Regions from separate parts of the Mus musculus genome. Here region 2 is linked to region 1. Evidence: chromatin contacts called from public HiChIP or PLAC-seq data. All regions are on one chromosome and are shown on one strand. Each heading gives the region's core, a stretch centred on a gene start, on an enhancer-like site or on the middle of the called end of the contact. The rest is flanking DNA. Distances are from core to core; before and after follow the strand shown. Region 1 holds the start of Snx20 (sorting nexin 20). Region 2 has its middle 160 kb from the start of Gm24212.

Region 1 (5,087 bases), core at 979-3,478:
GCCACTGTTGTGAACAGGGATGCCCACTGCTCTGTCCTGGCCCACCATGATCTTCTTTGTTACAGAATGAATATGCCCTCTCAGACCTTGGCATGAAAGTCCTAACATACAATGTGATGGCCCTGACAGGCAGAACCTTAGGAAGTGACTAGATCATGATGTGAAGCCCTTATGGGACTATGTCCCTTAAAAAGGAGACCCCTGAGAACCCTCTAGCCCTCTGCTAATTGTGGGCCATTACAACAAAGAGATAGCCATTAACAAACCAGGAAGCAGGCTCTCACCAAACACTGGATCTGCCATCACCATGATCTTGAATATCCCAGCCCCCAGAACTTTAAGACACAAGCTTGGTTGTTTAAACCACATGGCATAGGGCATTTTGTTATGGCAGCCCAAGTGGACAAGACATAGCCCTTGCCTGTACCCCTCTCCCATCCGCTTCTGGGCTTCAGAGAAAAGCCAGCACCCAGCAGATGACAAAGTCTCCTGGTCACACTGGCCCAGTTGTGTTCCTCCAACAAAATCTGGGCACACCTCCATGTCAGGTGGTTTCCAAAAACTGGGCCCCTGCCCCAAAAGAGGAAGCAGTGACTGTCACACTATTCCCCTGTGGCTGCTAACTGCTGTGATGAGCTCACAGGGTTTGGAGAAGAATGTAGAGCCTGCTGTGGCATCTCACAGATTTCAAGCCTGGGCAGAGACAGGGCAAGGAGCTGGAAAGATGCACGGTAGGAAGAGGAGGGGCAGAGGCACACACCTCTCTGCAACCTCTTGTCTCTTTACCACACTAGGCCCTCTGCCAGGCAACACGAGGCAGAGGCAAATGAGATCCGGCCCTTGCAGCTGGGACTGGCTAGCCAGAGGCACGCCATGCACAGTAGTTCTCTCAAGCTCTTGCCAAAACCAAATTCTTATGGATATGTGTGTTCTTGGTATGATAGTGATGGTGGTGCAGAGAGGCAGGATGTTGTACAGAGTCCTGAGCAGAAAGGCAAACGATGAGGATTTTAGTATGCCCTCAGTTGCCAGCCTCACACGCTCAGCATGACACCATTAAGTGTTCTGTACACCTTGACTCATCATAAGCTTCCTGAGGGCCTGTGGGGTTGAAGCAGATGCAAATGAGGGCGAAACCTCTGTGACAGTGAAAAGCAAGATTGATTTAGTTGAGCATGGTAGACAGCATCTATTCATCACAAGATCCTTTCAGTGCAAATGTGAGCCTCGGGAGGAAAAAGAGATTAAGAAGCACATGTACCCAAAGGAACCCTCTCGGCCTATCTTCAGCCATTAACGCAATTCGATAAAAGACAAAGAAGGCAATGGACTCCAACGGAGAAGAGATGGGTGGGAAATAAGCCTGTAAAATGTCTACCATAATTATCCTTTGTGGGACCCAGTGTTGTAAGCTATGAGGTGACACCCCTGCCCACACTGTAGAATGGCTTCAAGAAGTATTAGCCATGCCAAGGGTAGAGAAGGTACAGCCTGGCTCATTCACAGCCAGGGGAGTGCAAGATGTCCACCTGGGCCGTACCCTAGCCTATCCCATGACCTTTCTGTGTCAGGCACTGGCTCCGCATCCCACCAGCTCCATGCACCAAACCTCAGTTCTCCAGCTTGTCAACAGAACACGAAGGGCCCCATTATGCCTAGCTCATAGCTAGGATAATAACTATTAAAAGAATGTATCCCCAAATCCTCATGTTAGACTGAGATCCCTAACATAATGGGTTTGGGAGGTAGGGTCTTCTGAGAGTTGACTGTCATAAGGACAGTCTTCATAAAGGGATTTATGCTGTAACTGTGAAACTGGGGTGCATAAGGTAAGCTTTCTCTTGTCTGTCCACCTCCTACCATGGCATGTCACATGCGGCAGGACAGCCCTCACAGACACTACCAGTGTGCTCTTGCATGTTCCGGATCCAGAGCTATAAACTAAATAAACTTTCGTGTGTGTGATTTTTTTTCCTTCAGTTTATCGTCTTCTGTCATTGCCACAGAAAAGGACTAAAACAAAGGACTTTGAAATGAATTCTCCAAATGCCAGCTATCGTTCGGGTGTCTAATACGTATCAAGCTGCTTAAAGCTGCTGTGAAGTTAAACTGTCCTCCTGTTGGTGGCCTTGACCCACGTGGCCTGTATGATGTACTGCAGATATTTGTCTAGGAGGTTCAATGTACATCTTTCAGCAACCAATAAGCTGGGGCCCCTGAAGGAGATCACTCAGCCCATTTCCTGTTTTCAAAAGGAGAACTCAGGATTGCGGCAGACATTCAGCCATCTAGTTGGACCTTGCAAAAAGAGATCGGACTGGGGCATGTGACTCTCCTGGACCCCGAACCCACAAAGCCTGAAGATCCCAGGTCAGTCAGTGTTTGACCCCAAGCGTAGCTGGCTTCTGCGCCCTGAGACCCAGTGATGTCCTTGAGAGGCCCTCTAGGAACTCCCTGGGTACTGGTTAGGAGGGACCAAGGGTGGTGAGAGTATGGGCTGTCCTTAGAAACTGGGGCCAAACCCACCTCCAACCTCTAAGCCTGACTCCTTTTGCAATGCCAGGCACTGGTCCTGTTCCTGGGAACAAGTCCAGGCTTGTATTTCTCAAAGGGTGGACCCTGTAGCCGAGTAAGAATCCGGAGCCCACCCCAGCTCTGTCTGGGTGTTGTGGGGTAGGCAGCCTGCTTGCCTTAGAGCTCCTAACACTTCCTCTCCCCAGTCCCAGTGGGGATTCTGATGTGCACACCCAACTGAGAGCGCTTCCAGCGGCAAGCTCCACAGAGAAGCACCCAGGGGTCCCATGGTGCTCAGGGCAGGTGGAGCCTTGGCTGGCCCTTCAATGGAGACCTGAGGAGGCTGCCCTACAAAGAAAGGAGACTTAAACTCAAACTCCCGCAGCCAGGGCTGCCGCTCCCTGTCCTTCCTTTCCTTCCTTCCTCCTCCTCTTTGAATGGGTGCCTCTCAGTTCTTCTGTCTTATGGGCAAGGGCTTTTACTATATTCTACCAGATTTTCATTAGCCACCCCCCACAACCTTCCCCCTGCCCCCGAGAAAGGTGGCCTCGGCTCTACAAGTGGCCCTGTGTATGAAGGAGGAGGACTGAAGAGGGCAGGGCCCCTTGAAGTGGGGAACAAGAGCCAAGGCTCCCGGAAAATGAAGATTGTCATGCACAGAAGATAGTAAGGGGTGGAGGGGTGGGAGCCTGCGACTCTGCTCTGTCCTCTGGGCCAAGTCCAGTCCCAACATCTGCAGTGCTTTGTTCTGATGGCTAGAAATCTTTCCCACTGAGGGTGTGGAGTGATAAGGCAGCCCTCAGAACCCTCTGTCCCCAAGGAGCTTAGCAGCTGGGCGTAGTGGCGCAGGCCTTTGATCCCAGCACTTGGGAGGCAGAGGCAGGCAGATTTCTGAGTTCGAGGCCAGCCTGGTCTACAGAGTGAGTTCCAGGACAGCCAGGGCTATACAGAGAAACTCTGTCTCAAAAAACTAAAAAAACAAAAAACCAAGGAGCTTAGCAAAAGGATCAATTGCCCACAGGGGGAAACTGAGGCTTGGATGTGTTTGGGAAACTGTCAACATATCATCTTTATCTACTTGTCTTTAAATGGGTCACTCCCAGCCTGTCCTGTAAGAGGACAGGAACAGCTTTGGTTGTGGCTTTGAGTTTTATTCTAAGCCTCGGTTTCATGCCAGTTTTTGAATGGTTTACCAGAGCACGCAGCACGGGCACATTTCTGCGGTCTTCCGAAGCCCCATGGAAGAAGTTCCCTGCAGATCTGGAAAGGCCTGGACCACTAGGGCCAGTTCCACAAGCCACCACTCACTTCACAGACAAAATCATAGGGAGAGTACAGAGTGCCCATAGGAAACACTACATCTCCATTCGGTAAAATAGGCCCCCTTGGCATACCTGTAGTCCCAGCCCTAGGGAGGCAAAGACAGGAAGATTATGACTTCCGGGCAGCTTGGGCTACATAGTGAAGCACTATCTCAAAAAACAAAAGCAAGCAAACAAATAAAACCCCCTGTTAAATATGACAGCCTATGGACTACCTACTATCTTGCTTTAGCACTTAGCACAGTGGTTCTCAACCTATGGGTTGTGACCCCCCCCCATAGGGGTCACAGTCAGATATCCTAAATATCAGATATTTATATTAGAATTCCTAACAGTAGCAAAATGACAGTTGTGAAGTAACATCAAAATAATTTTAGGGTTGGGGAGTCACCACGACTTGAGGTATTGTATCAAAGGGTCACAGCATTGGGAGGTTGAGAACTTAGCAGAACATGAGGGACCCATCCCATCAACACTTAACAGTGTGATAAGGCTTATAGCCACCCTTCCCAAAAAAGGAAAGGGAGAGATGGAAAACAGAAGATAATAAATGACGTGCCCAGGGGCTGCAATCAGTCAGAATGGGGGTCATGCCTCCTGACTCCTCCACGAGGCTGAGAGGTTAGCAGGTCACACAAGCTATTGAGTACCCAAGCATATACAGCACTGGTCCAGCCGGGACCCTGTTCTGTGCCTCAGTTTACCCACCTCCTGTCACTGTGAGGCCTGATGGAGGGTTTCTGATGATACTTAATGAACCGCTGATTAGATGCCACTCAGAAAATAGTCCCTTCCACCTGCCATATGAAGAACAGCCCCTGAGGCACAGGCTAAAGCCTCCCCTAGGCCAGACTAACTCAAAGAGAGGATGTGATGACATCATTGCACTTCCTCTTGGTTCCTGTGCTATGATGCTTAATCTTGCCAACTTAACTGGACTTACAATACCCTGGGAGCCGAGAGAAGTCGACCTCTGTGTGCGTCTGTGCGCTGTTTCCGCAGATGACTAAGTTAAGGGGAAGACCCACCCTGAATGTGGATAGTACCATGCCAAAGGCTTGGAGGAAAGAGGAAAGTGTGGTTCAGTGAGCTGGCTTTGCAGGTAAAGCCATTTGCCACTGAGCCTCATGACCTGAGTTGCAGCCCCGTGACCTGTGTGGTAGAAGGAAGGAATGTACTCCTGCAGCTGTCATATGACCTCCATACTCTTCATGAGCTGAGGGACATGCACAGGCATGAGCGAGCATGCAT
Region 2 (5,586 bases), core at 1,675-4,174, 1.2 Mb before region 1:
TGTGGAATGATTGAATAAGACCTCATATCAGTGGTTTTCTTTTTAATGCAATAAAATGTGAGTAGAAACACCAGGAGCTACAGAGCATGCTTGTGCAGCACATGAGAGATGACTGACAAGTTCTTTGCACTCATTCCAATTTGGTGAGTTCAGGAGTACACATGTAAACATATAAATTAATAAAAATTGCTTGTGAGGAAGGAATTTCTAAAACTACAAATAGAAAGCCTGGAAACATTTAGGCTGGAGAAATATTGCAAAAAAAAAAAAAAAAAAAACAGAGATCTGAGTTCAGATCATCAACACCCATGTAAAATCTATGCAAACACAGTAGATTGTACTAACAATGCTGGACTGGGGTGCTGGAGACAGGAGGGTCTTGAGGGATCACTGGACTGAAATGATGAATTCCAGGGTCCATGAGAGACTGTGACTCAAAAAAATAAGCTAGAGAGTGGTTGAGAAAAACACCCAAGGTTGACCTCTGTCCTTCATGCACACATGCATGAACTCACACACAGACACAGCACACTCACAAGCAAAATACAACCAAAACAATCTTTGCCTACAACCATGCAAGAGCTGTGCAGATGTATAGAGACACATCTGGCATTGTATCCTCCCTAGGGCCAGAGTCTCTCACAGGGAGAGCTAGGATGATGCAGGTTTTTGGTGGGAGTTGGTGACAGGAAATTTCTAGAGCCATTGCTTGTGGTCACAATGGTTTTGTCTTTATTTCTCTTGAGCTAACGTCTCACTGGTCCTCATTTGTCTGGTCACTCTTCTTTTAGTTCACCAGTGGGTTAGCTTGTGCTCATCAGAGAAGTTTACAGCAGATGACTGACCTACCTTGTTTCAGATACTTTTCGAACATGTGTGTTTTTGTTTGCTCCCTGTTGCCTTAGTAAGAACCATAAGAAAAAGCAACTTAGTCCTTCAGCAAAGGAAGCCAGGTCAGGAGCTTAAGCTGGGCAGGAACCAGAAGGCAGGAACTGAAACAGAGACAACAAAGGAAAGCTGCGAGGTGCCCCCAAGGCTTGCTCATTCTGCTTGCTTATATACTCCGGGATCACCTGCCCCCATGGCACCACGCAGAATGGGCTGAACCGTTACACATCAATCATCAATCAACAAAACCACCCACAAACTTGCCCAGGGGAAATCTAATGAATGCGCTTTCTTAATTGAGGTTTCCCCTTTCCAGATGCACCTAGCTTGAGCTAAGTTGACGAAACTAATCAGCACATTGAGTTATTGCTAGACTTTTAAAAAATTAGTAGCAATGGAGGTTAGACTTGGAGGTCCAAGGCAGGGTCTGTGTTGAGCCACTCAGTACAGTCTACATGATGGAGAATGGAGGATGCTAGCTTCAGCTACTCAGCTCCAGGATGAAGACAGGAATGTCTCCTGAGCTCATCTCCCTCGGGACAATGGGAGGGATAAGCCAAGGATCCTGTGGGCAAAAACACACATGTCCTATGGTTTGCAAATTTTAAAATGCTCTCTCCTTTCAGTGCAATTATCCTTCTCTTGAAAGGAAAATGATCCATGATCTTCCCATGTAAAGATCCCTGGGTGGAGGTGGGGGACAATGTCTTTCTGCTTCGTGCAAGGTCTACAGCCCCATTCCTCCCCCACACCTAATAAAGAATGTCAGACTTCTGGTCTGTTAGTCACAAAGTAAATGCTCACATGGGCTCCTGTCATTGCGAGTGTTGAGTCCCTAGGAAAACAAATGAGGGACTTGACCTCTTTGGGGTTGTTTTTGTTGTCCTCAATGTTCACTGGGGAAGGAACAAACAAGTAATACTGTAGCCTCCCCCAGCCCTGAGTAGGCTGGCTCAGACCTGGATGCCACTGAGAATGAGACCACCTGGGGTGGAGCCTTCCCACCTAGATGGTTCTATTGTTTGGTCACGTAGCTGTTCTTTTCTGAGACACTGTTACCTGCTGAGAGATTCAGAGAGATTCTGCAGACAGCAAGCAACCTAGTGATTGACACCTTCTTGCCAAACCAGTGCTGTCAGACAGCCGCTTACAGGCTGGCAACAGGCATCAAGAGTGGATCTGTGGGAGATGGGCTTTCTGCCTATATAAGCACAGATTTTTAGTAAACTCTGGGCCATGATCAGAAAATTTGTCTTGGTCTCTTTACTTCTCTCGCCGTTCTCTCCTTTACAGCTCCAGCCTCCCACTCAGGAATCCAGTTAGTGTGGCTGCAGTCGACTATATAATCGGTTTTCAGAGTACCTTTCATTTAAACTTGTCTGTTTAGTTTGATGTTTCTCCCATCTTGTTTCTACACCCCAACACACACAGTCTCTCCCTCTCTGATGGGCAGAGGCATTGCCTAAATGACACGAGCACTTTCTACTTTAAAGAATACAAATAGAAGCGACTCAAAGTCAACATTGGGGTGTCATCTGGCTCTACACACATTCTCTCCTGTAATGCTCAGAGCTGAGGTCCAGCAGGAAGATCTGCCTTGTCCAAGCTCATATTGCTAGTGAATGTCTCGCTCCATATTTTTAGATGAGCCACTAGTTACTTGATTGATGTGAATTCTTTGAATCAAAAAGCACATCAAATGGACTGAAGGGACAAGCCTGGCCAGTTTTTGTCCCATATAGCCTAAAGACTTCTTCTATGTAAGATTCTGCAAACATACCAACAAGCAATCTCACTACCATCTCATTCAGCTATAAAACTCCTCTGAATTTTACTGCATGGATTCTAAGCCACAGGCTGCTTTAGTCACTGTTAGCCTCTGGTGCCAGCCCTGTCTGTCACACCTCCCTCTGCATGCCCTTGCAAGAGACCCTTGGTTGGCTCCTAGAAGAAGGAGCATTTGAACAGGCCTTCTTGTTCCCTTTCAGATGCATGAGCTATTAAGTACTTTTCATTGTAAAGAAATGGGAACTCCCATGTGTCCATTGTCCTTGTGTGGTGGTATTCTTTTGTCAGAGAGCACTGGAGCCTATTGTTCAGACTCCTCTTTTGTTCACATTGAATTCTTCATGATGCTGCATATTTATTATATACCATCCAGATTTTGAGACCTGTTTACTGGGATTTGGGGCAGTTGTAGAGAACAGTGGTTCCACAACGACATACTCAAACAAGGCAGCTTCAAATGAGCCTTGTATGTCTGAGTGGGATTTTCTAGTGCAGATGCTAAGGGCAGGGAAGAGTGTTCACTGCAAGGATATTAATCTTCTCTCCCAGGGAAAAGCAGCAATGAGATGGATCACTGGGTGTTTACCTAGCACAGAGCAAGTAGTCCACACTCATCTGTCTTCTATTCAGCCTCCTTTCAGAGAGACATTATGAGCTAGCCCCGCTCTTGTGATGGCAAATATCACCCGTGACAGCTTTGCAAGTGGCCTTAAGAGCTTGTCAGGAAACTAATCAATGTAGCTCTTCACAAAGGAATCTACTTGATCAATAGCACCAAGAAACCCCAGACCTAACAAACAGATCACATAAGAGCTGTCATGATCAATAGAAGTCTCAGGGAAAATAAATTCTTAGGGCTATTTCAATGAATATATCATAAGTGCTTTGTGCTGATAGCCTTTTCTCTGAGAATTTCCCAAACCCACCAAAGTAATAATGGGAGAGAGTGCACATAGGCAGCCACAGGTTTTCTCACACAAAGACTTGACACAGGACACACATGCAGGGTTCACAGAGAAGAAATAATTCTGATTTTGAAGGAGATTTATTCAAATATATCCTATATTTCCTCACCAACTAGATTGTGAATGTGTTCTTAGATGAGGTTTGTTTTGGTATATCAGAACCAAGGGCATGGCTCCGGCATGAGAAAACCAGTGAATACATTTTGAGCTCATCACCACTCCTCATGTTTCTCGAGGGATACATGTTATTAAGTGGAGATCAAACATTCAAACATCTGACTCCCCCCTCAGAGTTCTTCGAAACACTCTACATTTAAATGTAGTAAACTTTCCTTGAAAACAGTTTGAAATGCAGAGATAAGGAGACCTTGAAATCACTACAGATTCAAGTTTCCTCCTAGAAGAAACAGTAACACATTGAGGTACTTACTGTTCATCTTTTCTGGACTCTGAAGTGTATGTCAGTTATCTTGTTTCTTAACAAATTGCTCCACCATGTAATGACTTAAGACAATTATTACTTTACTTATAATTGAGTGTAGGAATCATCAGTTGGGCAGGGATCAGAGGTGGGCTGGTTTTCTTTTCTGCATTTTGACCAGGGTAATGTGGCTTCCATGACTTGATGTCCCAACAGCACTCATGGCAAAAATGGCTACTGTTCACCCCAGGGAATAAGCCCTGGACTCTGGGTTTCCTTCTTTGCATATTTTCTCCTCTTTAGATGGGCTACCTTGGGCCTTTTTGGATTATGGCACCTTACTGCAAGAGGATTGAAGCAAAATCAGCTAGAATTTGAAGACTAGTGTAGAGGGATTTTAATCTATCTACCTTACTGCTCTGGCTGGAATCCAGACATGCCCTTAGCACACATATTTAATCCCAAACAATGAAGGTAAAATTAGTTTGTAGAAGGAAGCACCCATGTCTGAAAGTGATGTCTAATTTAGAAGCAGACAAAGTGATGAATCAGAGAAAGATTTGACAGAATAGGGTCTGCCCAACTCCCATGAGAAGAGAGGAGAAAGAGAGGCTACTTAAGAGAGCAGCAGCAAGAGATGGAAGGAGAAAGGGCAGTTTTACCGAGACAATCACATAGAGAGAGGTAACAGAGAGAGAACAAGCTAGACCCAGGTGAAAACAGAATGAACCAGAGAAGAAAAAGGAGCCAGAAGATTAGAACATATTGCCAAAGGTAGTACGAGGCCAAACAGCACATTTCAGACAGAAGCTGAAAGAAGCCAGTTTGAATCAGTTAGTGTGGAAAAGAGTTTTGAGCCAAAACAGCTGAATTGACAAACCAGCCAGGAGTTCAGAAAGAACTAGAAAGGGAATGTTTATTCAGCAGTAAGTCTCATAGACTTAAAATATGCTAGGCCTAGATAAAAGATTGTAGAAAGGCTAGAACCTTCCAGACTAGACCTAGGTTAGCAGAAGGAGGCAGTAAGCCTCTGTGGTGACAATTACATCAGAGGAATAAAAGATGCAGTTACAGCTCACCTCAAGAGTCACACAATGCTACTCCAGTATATTTTAGTCATCAGAAGGAGACACAGGATGAGCCCACATGGAAGGGGAGGAGATAGACCCCAGCTCTGGCTGAAGCAGCAGCAAAATCATGTAATAAAGAGCAGAGCAGAAGAGATAAAAAGATAACACTGCTTTCATCATTAAACTTCTCCAACACTGATTTCTTCTAATCCTTCTCCCATAACCCACTCAAATCAAGGAACCTGGCTTGCTCTTCTTCCCAAATGAGCTTTTGTGGAAGGAAATGAGTAAGAGGAGAACGAGTGTATCTTGAGGGTTTTCTGTTTAGAGGGCCATGACTTTAGAGGCAGGAAGAAACTAGGCACAGTTAAGAGGCTGGAATGAAACCTTGAGTCAGCTCTTCCACAGACTGTGGCTGGGCTCCCTTTTAGGGAAGAAGCAGAGAGATGGGTTC

Evidence for each region. HiChIP or PLAC-seq counts read pairs in DNA pulled down with a chosen protein or histone mark.
Region 2: a contact with region 1 is called in an H3K27ac HiChIP or PLAC-seq map of embryonic stem cells, with 5 times the contacts expected there. The contact joins the enhancer-like site here to the promoter of Snx20 in region 1. A contact is called at or near these places in 5 of 39 promoter capture datasets (embryonic stem cells, hippocampal neurons and liver) and 1 of 115 datasets of contacts at active chromatin or transcription factors (embryonic stem cells).

Annotation. Positions count from the first base shown.
Region 1 is chr8:88,633,269-88,638,355 of GRCm38.p6, reverse strand. It overlaps Snx20 (sorting nexin 20), which reads left to right and starts at 2,228. Exons shown (of 4, transcript NM_027840.3): 1 at 2,228-2,370.
Region 2 is chr8:89,821,104-89,826,689 of GRCm38.p6, reverse strand. No RefSeq gene overlaps it. Among named protein-coding and RNA genes, the nearest start is that of Gm24212, 160 kb to the right of the region's middle. Within about 2 kb of position 2,924, at least 14 of the 459 cell types and tissues checked have an H3K27ac peak or open chromatin away from gene starts, as enhancers often do. A contact at or near this core is called in embryonic stem cells, where this site is marked.